Linked DNA regions of Bos taurus: region 2 is linked to region 1. A link is a contact called in public Hi-C data. All regions are on one chromosome and are shown on one strand. The core of a region is the stretch at or near the end of the contact, and the rest is flanking DNA. Distances in the headings are between cores, read along the strand shown. Region 1 overlaps LOC112449300 (a long non-coding RNA gene). Region 2 holds the start of KLF6 (KLF transcription factor 6).

Evidence for each region. A called contact is a pair of places that touch in the nucleus more often than the background predicts.
Region 2: a Hi-C map of blastocyst shows a contact between it and region 1, with 4 times the contacts expected there. The contact joins the promoter of KLF6 here to the enhancer-like site in region 1. A contact is called at or near these places in 2 of 11 Hi-C or Micro-C datasets (blastocyst and an unstated tissue).

What each region holds. Positions count from the first base shown.
Region 1 is chr13:44,518,760-44,522,601 of ARS-UCD2.0, forward strand. It overlaps LOC112449300 (a long non-coding RNA gene), which reads right to left. Exons shown (of 3, transcript XR_009496909.1): 3 at 1-3,842. Among named protein-coding and RNA genes, the nearest start is that of KLF6, 77 kb to the right of the region's middle. Within about 2 kb of position 1,797, at least 23 of the 102 cell types and tissues checked have an H3K27ac peak or open chromatin away from gene starts, as enhancers often do. A contact at or near this core is called in blastocyst, where this site is marked.
Region 2 is chr13:44,594,945-44,599,222 of ARS-UCD2.0, forward strand. KLF6 (KLF transcription factor 6) reads left to right here and starts at 2,358. Exons shown (of 4, transcript NM_001035271.4): 1 at 2,358-2,668. The coding sequence starts at 2,465.

The sequences.
Region 1 (3,842 bases), core at 547-3,046:
ACTCACTCCTGTATTCTTGCCTAAAATATTCCATGGACAGAGGAGCCTGGCGGGCTACCATCCATGGGGTCACAAAAGACTCCGACATGACTTAGTGACTAAGCAGCAACAATATTTTTCCACCCACATTTTCCTAGACTCCATCCCTTGGTCCATCCGTGAACTGCTGACCGCCATGCAGCTCAGTTTGTCAACGTCCTGGTGCGCACTAAGCAGATTTCAGTACCTTTGGTCCCGAATCAGGGTAACCATGCTAAGAGATAAGCACCCTGGAAAACAGCTCCCTATCTTGGAACTCCAATTCATTCCTTATTTAATTCACACTTATTTACAGAGGTCAATGTGCCAGGTGCAAGGATAAGCACAGAGACCAAAGCTGGCCAGTCATTACCTTGCCCCACAGGGCCCCTTCCCCCCACCCCCACCCCAGCCTGGCCCTCTGACAGTGCGTAAAAACAAAAGTGAAATCACTAAGTCTGTCCAACTCTTTGCGACCCCATGGACTTTAGCCCACCAGACTCCTCCATCCATGGGATTTTCTAGACAAGAGTACTGGAGCGGGTTGCCATTTCCTTCTCCAGGGGATCTTCCCAACCCAGGGATCAAGCCCAGGTCTCCCGCATTGCAGGTAGATGCTCTACTGTCTGAGCCACCAGGGAATCCTGTGTAAGTAGCTGCTTAATTCCTTGAGAACCGGCCCTGAAGTCAAGAATGATGATTTTCATCTCCGTAGTGACCATTGACCAAGCATACTTGAGGAATAAATGAATCTGTAGTGTTAAGAGTGGAAGGGAGGCAGGCAGGAAAGTCTGGGGACACACATATGTGTCCGGGGCCACCTCGGGCTCTGAGGTTCATCCCTCTCAATGCTGAACTGCCGTGGTCATCACTGACCCCAGACACTGGCATGCGAGGCTCAATGTTGCCAGAGAATTCTCCTTGGAGAGAAGAGTGGATTTCTTCTAATCTACTACTTTCCCCACCTGCCTTGAATTCACAGGAGCCTCAGGAAATGTCTAGAAATTTGAGATGATGGATAGAATTATATGAGAAACCCAGCAAATCCCTTTGAACATGTGATAATTGCCTGGTAAGAAGGGTTACTCAGCCTGCAACAGAAGGTGTTTTAGTAAATCAACCATTCTCCAACAAAAAATTTAAAAGTTTTGATTAATCAAAACAAAAAAAGTGTTTCACAGTCTGTCTGGCTGAACCAGGACAGAACAGGACACCCCCGGCATGAGGTAAGGCTTCATGGAATTTACTGATAAGCAGAGTGGGGCCTGTACCTCCCACCCCTGCAGGGATCATTGTTCATTAACTGGTAGAAAACAAGTCCTTTTATTCCCCTAGCTATGTGGCTCAAAGAGGAACTTTCATCATCTCTTCTTACTCCTCGTTTGCTGCTGGAGTTCATCGTTAGCAGGAGCTAGCCCTGCTTACAGTTTTAATCACTGTCTCTGTCTTGGGTTTCAAGCTCTGCCCAGTTCACCCGTGGCTTGGAGTTCCCTGTGACGTCAGTAATGACTGACTTGTTTATCGGTGCTCCCAGATGCTGATCTGAAAGCAGGGGTTTGAAAGAAAGGACTTCAGAAATCATTACCCTCCTGCGAGCACAGTTAGTGATAGGAAAACCCACAGCGAAAGCTAGAGAGACGAGGGAAAGTCCTTGTGAATCCTGGGGAGGGGAGAAATCCCCAGGAAAGTCAGAAAATGCCTCTTTGAAGGCCAGGTCAGTATCTCTGCCTGTCACCAGGGTTCCTCTTTAGCTGACATGAACTTTGGCTTGGTTAAAACCTCCATAGCAAGTTGGTTAGGATAATAGAGTCCAATTCCTTTCACCTTAACCAAAACATTACCTCATCTGCAAAGAACTCCCATTAACCATTTAGACCCTGAGGTCAAATCCTTTTTCTAGGTCTCTGGAAGTTTCTTGCTTTCAAAGCAGTTCAGAACGTGACCCCCTATCTCCAGAGGAGAGGCAGCTTAAAGGGTCACCTGCCTGATCAGTCAGAGAAAGGAATCTGAGCTCCTGGAAACTTCTGCAAAGTGAGAGGAACTATCATTTTAAGAAAAATATCAACACTGAATTATGTGAGATAAATATGAAAGAAAACAATCAGCAAGTATTTCAAGAAAAAAAGAGAATGCCTAAGAAGACTGACTCATTTGAAAAGACCCTGATGCTGGGAAAGATTGAAGGCAGGAGGAGAAGGGGACAATAGAGGATGAGATGGTTGGATGGCGTGACCAACTCAATGGATGCGAGTTTAAGTAAACTCCAAGAGTTGGCGATGGACAGGAAGGCCTGGCATGCTGCAGTCCATGGGGTCACAGAGAGTTGGACACGACTGAGTGACTGAACTGAACTGAAGAAGGCTTCTCAAAGAGTTGATGTTTAAAGGAAGGAAAACAGTTAAGCATCCATCTCTAACACAAGCTACCAATAGGACCATTGCTTGGGCGGTGGGCGGGGCATCCAGGTGATCCAGAAGCACAGTCTCCCACCAGGTCACCGTCTCTTCTCTCCTGCAACAAAGCTGAGCTCACGCTTCCTCTTCACCAAGGAAGCTTCATGCTAAACAAGTCAAGTTCAGTGTCAGCCTGGGTAGGGAAGAAAGGCCCTGCTCTTAGGGGGCGGGGTGGGGGGGTGACCATCCCAAACAGGAGGTTGCTGCCCCAGAAGGAGTCAGGCTTGTAGGAAACACAGGACATGAGTGCCTGAGCGCCCTGACTCAGGCAGCGAGGACGAGATGAGACCCAGGACAGGAGGCAGAGAGCGAGGGACCACCGGTGTCAACGTTCACACTCTAAGACAGGATAGAGGTGGGAGAGGATGGGAACAGTCAGGAGTAAGGACTGACCCTGAGCTGCACTTGACCCCACTGCAAGTCCTCAGAGATCTTCCGGAGAATGAAACGCACCACTGCTGAGGGCAGCAGGGCCCAGCCTGGGAGCAAGGGTGCGTCCTTCAGAGTCACAGGGCCAGTGTGCGCTGAGTCTGCGTGGGTGGGAGGAAGTATTTCCTGACCCTTGAAAACCTAAAGCAGTTGCATAATCTAGAAATAAAAGACTCTGTATGATCCAGAACGTTCGACTGCAAATACTCTTTAATAAAAATGACTTGGTACGTTGGACCATGTGAACTTGAAAGAGAGCTAGAGGGTAAGAAATACTTATTTTTAAGATTTTTGTGGTCCTCCATATAAAATTACCATGTTTCTAAGTCCAGGGCACTCAAGGTTTTTAGCGTGAAAACCTAGCTCACATGTGACCTGTTGTGGTGAAGACTATAACCGCCGAGAACTGGGGTTTCCTTGTGATTTCTTTTTTTTACTCACTCACTCACTCCTGTAACTTCGTCGATCTGTATCTACATCTTTAAGCATCATTCCTCAGTCTCTCCCCTCAATGTCACTCTGTGCTTTCCTACACAGAGATCTCCCTTTGCCATCTTTGAACAGTTTTCCCAGGACTTCAGCCTCCTCTCCTTCCTCTTTGGCTTCTCCTGCATCCTATCCTTTAAGTCAGAACCAGTGTTACCTCAGAGGCAGAGATTGTACTGCACCAGATGTGTGTTCCTGTTACTCGCTTATCTGTCTCCTCCCTAAAGCTGGGCAGCTTACCTTTGTCATGGTCATAAACTCTCAGTCACTCCCATCACCAGTGCCATGTGATCCCACAGCTTCTGCTCCAAGCAGCCTTGGAAACGACTTTATCAATGGTCAGAAACAGCACCCCAACCCCTCCCAGTGTGTCCTATCCAGGCCAGCCACACCTTGTTTAGTGCACTTCCTTTACTGTGCTTTGTAGACCCAAGTATTTTGCAAACTGGAGGTGTG
Region 2 (4,278 bases), core at 1,108-3,607, 77 kb after region 1:
TTACAGGAAAGCAAAATTGTCCAAAAGGTGAATAAGAATACTGTAACCATGACACCCACATGCACTGCACAGAGTTATCACGGCACCTTCCCTTGGACAGTGTCTCTCTCCCTTGACCTAACTCTCCTCCTTACAGTTCAGGATGCTGTTTCCTTTGCATATTTACTGGATCCTTGCTTCCCTGGATCCTTGCTTCCCTGGATCATTGCCTCCAATTACTGAGAAAACCTACTCCCTGATATAAGCTTACTCTCAGACCCACCTTCCAGATACAACCAGCTGCTAGGCAACAATGGGTGGGCACAACCTGAAGCTGGTTCAAGGCAAGCCAGTCCCAATCCATGTCTTCTCTCTGGAGGGCCAGTCATGACACTGTTTCCAGAATAGAGGACCACTGAACACAAGCCAGTGATCATTGTAATCAGCTCACCATGAATCATCTTTATAGACTTTTTAATACAATAGATACAATAAGATAATATCCTTCCCTAACTTTTGATTGACAAAGGTCCCTGCCTAGAATCTTACAGGGTCATAGGCAAACTCAAGTCTGCTAAAATCTAACATACAAAATCCTCTCAAAAGTCTTTTACATACTTCATTAAAAAATTTTTATTTAAAAGATGTCTCATTAAGCTCTATTTTGAAATAAAAATGGAGGTAGTAGCTATAATTCAGTTTTCCATTTCGAATTTTAAAAGGCATATTCTTCTTGGTCTTGGCATTTTGCTAGAAAATGAACATTATGGTGTATTTCAGGAGATAATTCATATAGCAAAACACACACACACACATTAAATGTCAGCTCAACGTAACTTGAATTGTTTTCACATTCACTAGGGACAAGTCTAGTTGTTAATCTTCGTGAGGGTCTCCAAATGGGTCTTGGAATGAGGGCTGCTCTGTGGTAGGCAACAAGTACAATGACAATTGTCTATATGGTAGGCAACAAGTACAAGGACAGTGTCTAGAACCCCCATTTCCCAGACTTCAGTGGCAACAGATTCATCTGGAGAGCTTGGTTAAACAACGGCTGGGACTCTGTAGGTTTGGGATCAGACCCTGGGTTTGTAAAATATACACAGCTGGTGTGGATGGGGAACCCTACCAAGATAGGTTATAGGCTCCCTCTATTTATAACCCCACCTGCCCCAACAAGATGTCCTCTTTTCAAAAATAAAAGTGTGTTTGATAGAATCAAGAGTGTACATAAGCCTCTCAAGAGCCAGGAGATTGAACTTGGGTCTTCCAGGCCACTCTGCTCTTGCAGGTTACGAAGGCAGAGGGGTGAGGATGTGGCACAGACGTGGTCCCCGAGTTAAGTGCCCTGTCCTTGTGAAGGAGGCTGAAGGGGGAAACTCAGATTCATATACAACACAGCCCGTCGACTAGGGCCCTCCTGTCCCTCAGCACACCTCTGGGGCTGGTCAGCCCCCTACCCCGGGGTCACAGGTGCCACCTGGGGACAGAGGGGGATGGAACAGGGAGGGAAGGGGACACAGCGCGCGGGGCGGGGGGGGGGGGGGGTGCAAATGGAAACAGGGCAGGTACAGAGGGATAACGGAGCGAAAAGGAGGGGGGAAAGAGGGGGACAGACGGGGATGGAGACGGGAATCTACAGCTGGGGCAGGAGGGGGCACCGAGAGGGTGGAAGGACGGAGGGGGCTAGAGAACGGCCGGCCAGCCCGAGGTCGGAGGGAGGGACAGAGTGAACCCAGCCGCGCTCCCCTCAGCTCGGCGGAGGGTCAGGGGACCAGGGCCCGGGCGACCGACCCGACGAACGTGGACCAGGGCTGAGGGGACAAGGACGGGGACAGGGACGGGACGACGGGGAAACCAGGGCCGGGACCGGGCGATCGGCCCGACGGACGGGGACCAGAGCTGCGGGGACGAGGACGGGAAGACCGGGGCCGGGACCGAAACCGGGGCAGGAAGGGCAGGGACACCGGGTCCCCTCGGCCCGGCCGGCCGCGGCGCACGCAGCCTTTCGGCCGCGCACCTCCCAGCTCCGACTCCTCCGGCGCGAGACGGCCCGCGCCTTATATACCCTGCTAAAAATAGCCTGCGAAACCGCCTCCCAATCAGAACCGGCCGAAGTTCGAATTCTGCCAATGGCGAGGGCGGTGATGGAGAGGCTCGGTCACGCCAGGCGGGGCCGCGGTGAGCCGCCGCCCGCGATTGGCCGGAGCTGACATCATCTCCGTGCAGCCCCCGGGCCGGGAGCGGCGTGATTGGGCGGCGCGCGGGGCGGGCGCGGGCGAGTCACGTGGGGAGGCGGCGGCGGGGGGAGCTGGGCGGGGAGGAGGGGAGGCTGGCAGCGGAGCTTTGAATAGGGAAGTTTTGCAGGGGTTACGTTTGCAGTCAGTCCGGTGTTTGCAAATATTGTGCGGGCTCGCGAGCGCGTCTCCGGGCTCCGGCCAGGACCCGAACCCGCGGCGCCTAATCGCTGCGCACTTGAGTTTGCATGAACTTCCCCGGCGCTGCAGGCACGGCCGCCGCGCTCCCGACTGCAGACCGCAAGCCTCCCTGTTTTTACAGCAGCGGGGACGGTCTCTTCCAACCCGACATGGATGTGCTCCCAATGTGCAGCATCTTCCAGGAACTCCAGATTGTGCACGAGACTGGTTACTTCTCGGCGCTGCCCTCCCTGGAGGAATACTGGCAACAGGTAAATAGGGATTTTCGTGGGCCAGGTGCCCCGGTGCGCCGAGCAGGGAGTGCGTGCATGCACCCGCAGGACGGTGTGTGCTTGGAGGTGCAATTCTTTTTTATTTTGTTCTTTTTCTTCTTCCTTTTTTTAAATGGTTTGGGTAAATTTTTTAAAAAAAATTAAAATAGTTATTGTTAAGACGTACTTGTGGCTCCGGCGCAGACGGCACTTCAAAGGGGCCTTTCAGAGCGTGGAGCGGAGTTGTCATCTGAGTGGGGCGCAGCGGCGCCGGGCGCTCCCCGTGTTCTTGCCGTTTTCTGGGGCTGCTGAACCGTCTTCCCGAGCGTAGACCCAGCTCCGCGGCCTGATCTCGGCCCCAGCCCTTGGCAGAAGTTTGGTGCTTGTTCCAGCTCCAGGCTCTCCACAGCTGGACCTAGTCATATGAACCTGCATGGAGTGCCAAGGTTATTTTTTCTTCTTTTTTATTTTTAAGGTATTTTGTTTTCGGTGTTTTTTTTTTTTTGGTGTTTGTACATACAGGTTTTTCTTTCTTTCTTTTTTACTTAAGAATTTCACCAGCGAAACACCCACAAGCTCCTTTTCTCTACCAGGCCATTTTCAGTTTCTTTACCTTTGAAATCCTTAAGATTTGCCTCCATCTGCCTTGTTTTTCTTACCTCCTTCTTTTGTTGACCAGAAAAAAAAAGGGGGGGGAGAAAAAAAAAAAAACACCAATGTTTGCACAACCAGTGACTTATCAGTCATATGACAATGAGCCTGTCCGAATTGCTTCTAGTCTCAGTTTGGGAAGAGGAGTCTCTGTTTCCGGCATTTTTTAGTGAAATTGGAATTCTGGGCATTGGACATTTAAAAAACTTAATTTTTCCCCCTTCTCCTACGTTAGGATTGCCTGAAGGGAGAGAGATTCTGACACTTGTCCCATTGTCTTTAAAAGATAGGAGGGTTTGGGGTTGTCTCTGCCCTACTAGGCTGTTTGCTTTTTGTCACAAAGTGAATTAGCAGATCGCATATATTCTGCGGGTTTCAAAGCTTAGAAGGCTTTTAAGGGGGATGAAATGCAAAGTGGAACAACCTTCACATGCCTGCCTCATTGTTCACAGTCCTCCCTTCCCTCTCCCCTCCCAGCTTTTCCTACTGAAGCTTCCTAGGATGTGATTGAAATCGATCTAAGTAGTTTCCTTGGGCATTTGGGATTTGGGCCACAAGCCAGGCTGAGCTCTGGGTTGCCTTCAGAGGCTTTTAAACTCTCCCCAAGAGCTTCATTCTGGTCCCCAGTGCTCCTCGGCATAATGGGGATTTTAAATTAGCCAGATTATTAAAGTTTAACAAGGTCTCAGTAAACATGCTTTCCTTTTTCTTTGGAACATCCATAAGATATCTCGCCAGTCTCTCGTCAGAACACTGGAGGGTGCTTTGTAACCTAGACGTCTAATTTTAGGGGTAACAAGAAAACAATGATTGTTTTTTCCCCCTCTGCTTGCTCCTGCTTGCGGTGTGAAGAGTCTGGTGGCGGGGAGGGGGAAGGATATATTCTGATAGCAGGCACTGTGCTAAATAAGCAAGCCTGAGCCCTTTGGGTGGGCTTGGCTAGCCCTGAAAATGATTTG